Linked DNA regions of Mus musculus: region 2 is linked to region 1. The links are chromatin contacts, called in public Hi-C maps. All regions are on one chromosome and are shown on one strand. Each heading gives the region's core, a stretch centred on a gene start, on an enhancer-like site or on the middle of the called end of the contact. The rest is flanking DNA. Distances are from core to core; before and after follow the strand shown. Region 1 has its middle 46 kb from the start of Gm36548. Region 2 overlaps Gm36470 (predicted gene, 36470).

Region 1 (4,324 bases), core at 419-2,918:
CTTTGAGAAAAGCAAAACGCTTCACTTTCTTCCTGGTGTTTTTGGGAGGGTAAGCTAATTTCACATGTGCCAATGCTCTTAGAGATCTGAGTTTCAGAGCCAGCACGTACTAACCCTGAAGGAATCCAACACACAACAAATACCCAGTTATGTGTGGTTCTCAGTATGGTTTTCATGTGGCTTCAAATTGAACTTCCTGCAATAGTAATAAAGGCAACAATATCTATAGCAATAACTTGTAATAAAATTAACATCTATTAAGTTTTTTTTTTGTTTTTTTTGTATGTGGGTACCATGGGAAACACTTTATATGGATAGTTTTATTAAATCATATAAAATCCCAGAAGTAGTGGCTATATTAAGTCTTATTTTATGGTGAGGAAATTAAGTAATCTCCCCAAGTTCACAGAGCTATAGAATGCCAGAGATAGGATTTCAGGACAGTCAGTCTGTCTCCAACCGTATCCAACCTACCCTTTTGTTCTAGTGACTAATGGATTTACAGTGCCAGTCGGGATATGTTCAATGGGGATGCATTTAGTTAACACATAGGAGGATGGGGGTAGCGAGATTGAATAAAGGCTGAGTCAATGGCTTTGACTTCATTGACTCTTACTCGACTGGGCTAAATGAGCTCAGCCGACTCGGTGTCTCAGCGCACTCAGGAATGATGAAAGCCTTGCCCCCGAGTTAAAGGCTGTTGGTCTGGGAAAGAAGAGGCATTAGGAGGCTCTTCTGTTGGTTGTGGGATGGAGCAGATTCACAGAATAAAGGCCAAGAACATTCGAGTGACAACCTGTGCCCGTTAAGCTCACTGACAGCCAGAGCAGAACTTGTTCATTTACGGGCACCATTGAGAAGCCCTTATTATTCAACCTGTGTCTCCAGGGAAAATGTTTTCACCATTTAAAACAAAAAGCAGTTTGTCTCCACATCAATTTAAATCTTGTCGAAATGATGACGAGTCTTCACAGACCCTTTCCTCCATTGTCATCAGCCTTTGGGAAAGCTGGATCTTGTCCTGCAATTCCAAAGTGTGTTTTGAATTTGATGCGCAACCCTGAGTCCATTGACTGTGGATCAATTTGAACTTTTTTCCAGCGCTGCCTCATCTTACTTTTTCTAAGAGATACAGACAAAAGGAAAAGAAAGAATCTGCCTCAAAGGCCCCCGGAATGAGCCCCCCCCCAGCTGGCTTTCTCTGTAGTTGTTGTCATCCCCGAGAAATGCACGTATGTGTTGCAAACAGCGGGAGCTGTGGCATGCTCGCTGAGGATGGGTCCAGCCTCCCGCAGGACTGTGTGAATGGAATTCAGTATACACTGCAGCTTACAAATATTGTCCATTGTCATTTGTCCTCAACACTTGATAGATCAGTTTAGTCCAGAGCTCACTGATACGGAAGAGATATTGACTTGTCCCATTGTACAAACACAGAAAGGCCCAACCCCAAACCCTTGCCTCTGACCCCGAGCCCCATGTTCTATGAGCTGTGGGGTTGAGACAAGAAACTGCTAGAGCCAACAATGGCCCTGACAACCATACGTTATTGACTCAGACTGATTGGAAATTAAAGCACCAACCCAGGAGGAAATCCTGTACAGAGCTCGGGGTGTGCTCGGATGCTCTGTGCTGACGATCTCACTGAGTCATTATTCTCTGAAGAGAAGCAGACAGCCTACCAAATGCTTTTTGTCCTCTTTCCTTAGTGAAGTTTGGCATTGACTAAGGTGCCATGAGACGATGAATGTTTCATCTCTACCCTCCAATTCATATGACTTTTGGGAAGCCTTGTAACTTCTGGGTGTCTCCATTTAATTAGTTTGTGAGAAATGAGCAGTTCTATTGCTCACTTTCTAAATCATCCAAGACAGCTCTGGACTGTGATATGGACATCCATCCATGGGTTTAGGGCTGAGGTGAGATGCTGAGGAAAGCAGGCACTCACTTCTTCCCATGCTGGGCTCATCCTTCCTTAAGAATTGGGTAGCTCTTTGCATCCAACAGACAACAGTGTAGTACAGATCTGTCCTGTCTTGTTCTAGGTATCTTCCTTCCCCAAATATTATCAGGAACTTTCCCAATAGCCAAACAGACCTTGGGAGGTTGTGTTCATAAGGTAGCTTGTACTCCCTCTGCTGGCTGGCTTGTATTTCTACTCCTTAAAGGTTGTTTACTTTCAGTAAAGGAAATTTATTACGGGTGTTTTTAGTTTTTTGTGAGTACAACTTAGACAAAGCTTTTGATACTGTGTTTTCTGTGTCTGTAAGACTTACCATTTTCTTTAGCGAAAACAATATAGTCCCGGTCCGAAAATGTTTTATCAAGGTACTGTTAGTAAGGTTTAGCATTGCTAGCCAACTCCAATTAGTGACGTGAGATAGGAATGAAAGGACCATGAAGTATTAGCCGCTGCCATAAAACACTGAGAGGCTGCTCTAGGAACACGAGAAGAATCTGATTTTAATGGCAGCCTGAATCATCAAAGATTTGCTCGAATTTGTCAATTCGTAGTAATATCATGGAGCTATCATGCCGAGAGACTCAAGCTCTACATTCTGCTTGTGTTCTTCACTGGGTATGCTATAATGTTAGGCGATATAACAGACAGAAGAAATGCTATCTTGAAGAGAGTTCTAGCCAATGAATATAAAATGAGAGAATGGGAGTTCTAGCATTGTTTGCAGTTGCTAATTGACTAATAGTTCTCAGTGTGGGCATCAAAGCCCACCAGCCAGCCAGCTCTCCATGTGCTTCCTGGTGAGAGAACAGACCGCCACCTGTGCAGACGCCAGAGGTGTGGAATCAGAGATTGATAAATCCTTGGATCCAGGTGCCAGTAGACAGGAGTGCCAAAGGGCCCAGCCAGGAAGAGAAAGGGGAGTTGTCAGTGCTGCTTCTGTTGGCTGGGTTTTGAGCTCTGCTAGATAAATTCAATTTTGCCAAAACTCACGTAGTCTTAAGAATTTCTTCTTGTATATAATTTTGTATATTCATTTGATTTTCTATTTCGTTTAATCTGGTTTACCCTCTTAGAGCTCATTATAGGCTTAGATTAGAACTGGATGATAATGTGAGAAACTATTACAGATAAAGGTACTTAAGAGATGACTGGTTTTATGTTGTTGCCTCCTTCACCCAGGTACTGGGCTAGTTTTCCTCACAGGATTTATTGAGCACCTACTATGTGCGGGGCAGTTCTTACACACTGCTCCTTAACTCCTCAAAGGATACATTGTTCCTGTAACCTCAAAATCGTTACCTTGATTTTGCAGTTGAGGACAATGAGGTCCTGAAAGGGACAACCATTTTCTCCAAGTCACTTAGTTACTTGTGAAAACTGAGCTGAAGCCATACACTGAGCTCTTTTTCTCTTACCACAGGATACTCATTCACTATCTGCCTGCACTATTGCAGTTTTCATTATGTAATCAAAGCATCATTTTCTACACTGAATTTGAAATGAAATGGACCACGGGACTTGAGTTTCAGTGTGAGTTATAAGATTCGTTGCTTTGGGGTTAGCTGTCCTCATGCATAGCTATTTTGGCAAGCAGATGGAAGCGCATTTGAACATTAATAATTAAAGCATTGGGAACAGTGGTTCTCAACCTTCCTAATACGGAGACCCTGTAACACAGCTCCTCATGCCGTGGCGGCCCCCAGTCATACAATCATTCTGATAACTGTGATGATGCTACTGTGATGGATGGTAAATATCTGATCTGCGGCCCTAAGGGATCACGACCCCCATGTTAACAATCACTGCTTTAGAGGCTAGGAAGGCTGAGCTGGTAAAGTGCTTGCTCTAAGAGCATGAAGAACTGGGTTCAAGTCCCAGCATCCATGTGAAAACACATGCAGGGCTGCATACAATTGCAACCCCAGGGCTTGTAGGCAGAGACACAAACATCTCTAGGGTTCCCTGGAAAGACCTAGGGACCAGTGAGAGCTTTTGTGTCAATAATGTCTAAGCAACAACACATTGGCTTTCCCTCCACATTCATGCATGCACATGTGCATGTACTCCTGAACACACACACACACACACACACACACACACACACACACACACACACACACATACACACACACACACACACACATCTTAACCACTCCAAAATCTCAACTAATTTTTAATTTTTTCAGGAGAAAATATCCCTCATCCTTTAACATTTGGAAATGAGCCTTGACTGTGGGTTTTTTTTCCCATGTAATTAATAATAGATTTTTAAGGTACTTACGATGATTCTGGGAAGTGTTTCTTAGGTACTAGACCTCCCACATGCTTAGAAAACAATCACGTTAAACTTTCTCCCCTCCC
Region 2 (4,623 bases), core at 1,361-3,860, 77 kb before region 1:
CAGGGATGAGGCAACCCTTAGTGGGCTGCCTCTTCTCACCTCAATCAACAAGCAAGCAAATGCCCCACAAACATGCCCATAGGCCAGCCTGATGGAGATTATTCTCAGCCGGCATTCCCTCTTCCCAAGGATGTCTAGGTTTGTGTCAAGTTGAGAGAAACTGGCCAGCACACAAACTCTTAACTTTATTGACTGAGTAAAAAGATAAAATCAGCAATGGAGGCGGGGGAGGTTGCTCAGGTCGCAGGGCACTTGCGTGTAAGCGTGGGGATCTGGTTTCGGATCTTTAGCGCACACATAAAACGCTGGGCATGACAACACACTTAGAACTCCAGTACTGGATAAGCAGAGACAGGAGGACCCCTTGGGGTTGCTGACTAACCGCTGAGGTGAGGTACAGGTTTAATGAGAGACCCTGACTTAAAAAAAATAAGGTGGGGGAAAACCTGAATTGGAGAAAAATCTTCTGAGTTCCTTTTGTGAGTTCAGCATTATCCTGATCCTAAAGCCACATATGGATGCTACAAGAAAGGAAAGGAATAGGCCAATATTCCTGACAACCACACATATGGAAGTCTTCAACAAAATATGAGCAAACCGAATTTGGCAACTATTAAAGGGACCATTCACTTAGACAAAGTGAGATTTGTCCCTCAGATACAAGGATACTTCGACTGTAATACATCACATTTATAGTATTAAAATACACGTGTCATAAATGTTAGTTACATTTGCTTTGCTGTAACAAAATGCTCAACAGAAACAAGGAAGAGAAGGTTTATTCTGGTTCATGGTTTCATGACTCTCAGCCCAGGGTTGCTCGGCCCCACGAACTGGAGATCATGGTAGAGGTGGGAGCAAGTGGCAGAGGCAGCTCTTTATATTACCGTATGGCAAGAGGGAAACCAGAAGTGACAGAGGTCCTGTGTCCCCAAGGATCTCCCTATGCTGACCGGCTTCCTCCAGTTAGGTCTTTACCTTCTAGACTTAGCACAGCATCTTCAAATAATGCCATCACCTGGGGACCAAGCCTTCAAAAGCTCATGAGGGACACTTCAGATTCAAACCGTAACATTTTATGAACATATCCACTAGATGCAGGAAAAGCGACAAAATTTAAAGTCCTTTTGATTAACACTGAGCAAGTGAGGTCCAGAAGGACTGAACCTCAACCTAGGACAGAGTCTGCATGCGTGCGCAGGGCTGAGAGTGAAACTCCTCTGAGGACAGAGAGGAGACACGCTTTCTCCTCTCATTGTTTATTTTCATAGTAGAAGTTTGCCGGTGCAATAAGAGAAAGAAATCAAAAGCATCCTAGCAGAAGAGGGAAAAGGGAAATTGTTTCTACTGACAACAAAATTATAATTACCAAAAAGACTACGCCAAGGTACTGTTAGAAAGTTGTAGGCCAGAAAAATCAATATGTAAAAATCACTAGCATTATCTCTTGTGAGACTCTGCCAGTGCCTGACAAATATAGAAGTGGATGCTCACAGTCATCCATTGGATGGAACACAGGGCCCCTAATGAAGGAGCTAGAGAAAGTACTCAAGGAGCTTAAGGGGTCTGCAACCCTATAGGAGGAACAAAAATATGAACTAACCAGTACCCCCTCCCCCCAGAGCTGTGTCTCTAGTTGCATATGTAGCAGAGGATGGCCCAGTCAGCCATCAATGGGAGGAGAGGCTCTTGGTCTTGCAAAGATCATATGCCCCAGTACAGGGGGACGCCAGGTCCAGGAAGTGTGAGTGGATAGGTTTGGGATCAGGGCCGGAGGAGGGTATAGGGGGCTTTGGGGATAGCATTTGAAATGTAAATGAAGAAAATATCTAATTAAAAAAAAAGAAAAAAATCACTAGTGTTGATCTATGTTATCAGTGAGCCATCCAAAAAGAGAAATTGGGTGCATAATACCTTTTTTTCCCTTTTTTATTGGATATTTTCTTTATTTACATTTTAAATGTTATCCCCTTTCCCGGTTCCCCCCTTGCATCATACCATTTAGGCGAAGGGTATAAACTGAAAAGTATATAGCACCTAGGAAAATACAATTAGATGGGAACACATTCGTGTTAATGGATTGGAAGATAACCTGCATTAGATTTCGTGCTGTTCAGATGCCCACATTGCTGAAAAAAGCCCGAGAGAAGGCAGTCCCTGTCAAAATAGCAAAATGTTTTCCACAAAACAGAAAACAAAATGAAACAAAAACTAATAAATAAACAAACACTTGAAAGGACCCATAAAATGCATGGAGCAGCCAAAGTAATTTTAGTCTATACTGGAGTATTTAGGATTTTCTGTCAACATTATCACACCGTGTATAAGTCCGCCCCTTTTAAAAGTTGCAAGTATTTTATTAAGTCAAAAAACCTTTAAAAATTATTTCTTGCTTTTGAAACAATGTTCAGGCTTGTCTGAATTTCAAATTCTCCCGGATACTGTACTAAGTATTCAATATTTCAAATCCTAATCCCAGGACACTCAGTAAGTACTAAGTTTATGAGATTCCCTTTCCCAAGAAAAACGTCTCGCCTTTCCTCTTGTTCTGCGTCTGAAGGTGTCTGGGAGGATTTTGCTTGCCTACCACACACTCTTCCCTGCTGAGTCACTTAGTCTCCATCATCCCTCCCAAGTTTTCTGGCTAGTACACTTCAGCAATTCTTTCTGACTGACTTAAATTGGTTAAAGGCATCTTTTAGGGGTCTATATAAGAAGAGATAGATACTGGTTTTGTACCCATCAAAACACAATGTGAAAAACACTCCCAAATCCAGCCCCACGTCTGCATGCACAGACATGAGTTTCACACTTACAGTGAGTGTCACACATCCAGTGCATGGAAAGAATCAGAGCCATAATGTTCCTGCAGGATGGACCTAGGTTGACAGGCATTTGTTGCACTGAGCATACCTGGTCTTCAGATGGAGAACTCACCCAGAAGATTGACAGACAGTTTCTAGGGAACAGCTGAGGGAGGGGCAGGATGTGGTCACGATGATTCACAAGTGCCCCTTCCTTGCTCATCTGAGTCAGCATGCAGCCTGCTACATGGCCCCACATGGCACAGTTACGGTTCTGGGATGAGCTGTCCCAGCAAGTCTTGCCTGCTTGACTTCATTAAAGCACTCAGTGAGTTTTAGAATCCCAGTCTGCCACATGACTCTCCTCTAGATCAATATACTCCCCCTTCAAGCAATACGACAAGTGACATGTAGCCTGAAGTATTGTTGAGTGTGTTTGCGGTTGGGCTCATTGGATCCGTAACGTAAGTGGCCTCTGTGAGCTTGGACGCAGCCTGCTGTAGTTCTTGATCGTCTAAGTGTTGCAACTAAGGCGACGAGGCTCCGATCTCTTCTTGTCACCTCAGACTTGTGATTTTGTAAGTGCATATGTACTGTCACTTTCTGGCTCAGAGCATGAATCATGTGCCCATGACATAGTTTGTACAGTGAGAACTGAACAGCACTGTGCTGCTGTTGCTCACTGCAGAAGTCACAGCAGGGCTGTAAGATGGCTTTTTTCGTATAGCCTTCATTTTGGTTACGCTTCCCCCAACCCATCATTTCCCCATCCCCCACCTTGCCCATGTTTGAACCTAGAAAAGTAAATTTTTTCTTTTTCTTTTTTTTTTTTTTTTTTTTTTTGAGACAGGGTTTCTCTGTGTAGCCCTGGCTGTCCTGGAACTCACTTTGTAGACCAGGCTGGCCTTGAACTCAGAAGTCCACCTGCCTCTGCCTCCCAAGTGCTGGGATTAAAGGTGTGCGCCACCACTGCCAGGCCAGGAAAGTAAATCTTGATATCAGGAGGTCTTCTCTATTTGTCCTTGGATTAGGAGCAGTAGTTTGGGCCTCCTGGAAAGAAGAGATCATCGTATCTTAGCCTCAATATGTTTTAGTGCAATGAAGCAATCAAAGGTGACATAGAATTTTTTTATGGCTCTTTTGCGTAATTTATGCTTGTTTGCTTCAAGCAGCTCTGAATGTTTTGTTTTACTTCATTTGAGTTTAACATATGTATTGGAAAAGATTAAATCGTAGGTTTACTGCTAGTTACCCAAAGGGAGTTGTTGAACATGGCTGGCATCACAGAGTCCAAGCTCATGCTTCTGACAGTGTTGTTACTTCCTCTGAAGGCGACCACTCCATAGACTTTGTCACTGGAAAGTTGACTTTTCAGTTCACATTAAGTCACTTTGAGATACAGTGTGCTGGGACAAGGAGACAAACTGCACAAAGAGAGAGGGTTCTGTGTCCTTGCGGGGCTTGTCTCTGGTCATGGGTGTGCCCAGACCCATGGGTATTCTTTCTGAAGCTGAAGGGTGGATGGCATGCATCCTGTCATGATGACTTAGTCACCAGGGGTGGGTTTCAGATTCTGTAAGCCTGTAAGACTGTCACTTTATGGAGTTATTCCTGTCACCTATTAGCTAGATGATGTACAAGCTAGTGGTGGGTGGCCACTCTGGGCCCTCTTGCTGATTGCTAGCCTCCTGGTAACAGTAAACTTAGCCTTCCTCAGATATAAAACAACCCAATGCCTGGTTTCTTTCTCTTGCCATAAATCAGCATGGCCTCTTTGTGAATTTCATATAAATGAAAGGAGATGGTGTTTTTCTTGCTA

The links. A called contact is a pair of places that touch in the nucleus more often than the background predicts.
Region 2: a Hi-C map of Th2 cells shows a contact between it and region 1, with 1.7 times the contacts expected there. The contact joins two enhancer-like sites. A contact is called at or near these places in 6 of 484 Hi-C or Micro-C datasets (the C2C12 cell line, the G1E-ER4 cell line, Sertoli cells and 3 more) and 1 of 115 datasets of contacts at active chromatin or transcription factors (CD8 T cells).

What each region holds. Positions count from the first base shown.
Region 1 is chr5:3,221,820-3,226,143 of GRCm38.p6, reverse strand. No RefSeq gene overlaps it. Among named protein-coding and RNA genes, the nearest start is that of Gm36548, 46 kb to the left of the region's middle. Within about 2 kb of position 1,668, at least 4 of the 459 cell types and tissues checked have an H3K27ac peak or open chromatin away from gene starts, as enhancers often do. A contact at or near this core is called in Th2 cells, where this site is marked.
Region 2 is chr5:3,299,713-3,304,335 of GRCm38.p6, reverse strand. The region is part of intron 3 of Gm36470 (predicted gene, 36470); the gene reads left to right. Among named protein-coding and RNA genes, the nearest start is that of Gm36548, 32 kb to the right of the region's middle. Within about 2 kb of position 2,610, at least 154 of the 459 cell types and tissues checked have an H3K27ac peak or open chromatin away from gene starts, as enhancers often do. A contact at or near this core is called in Th2 cells, where this site is marked.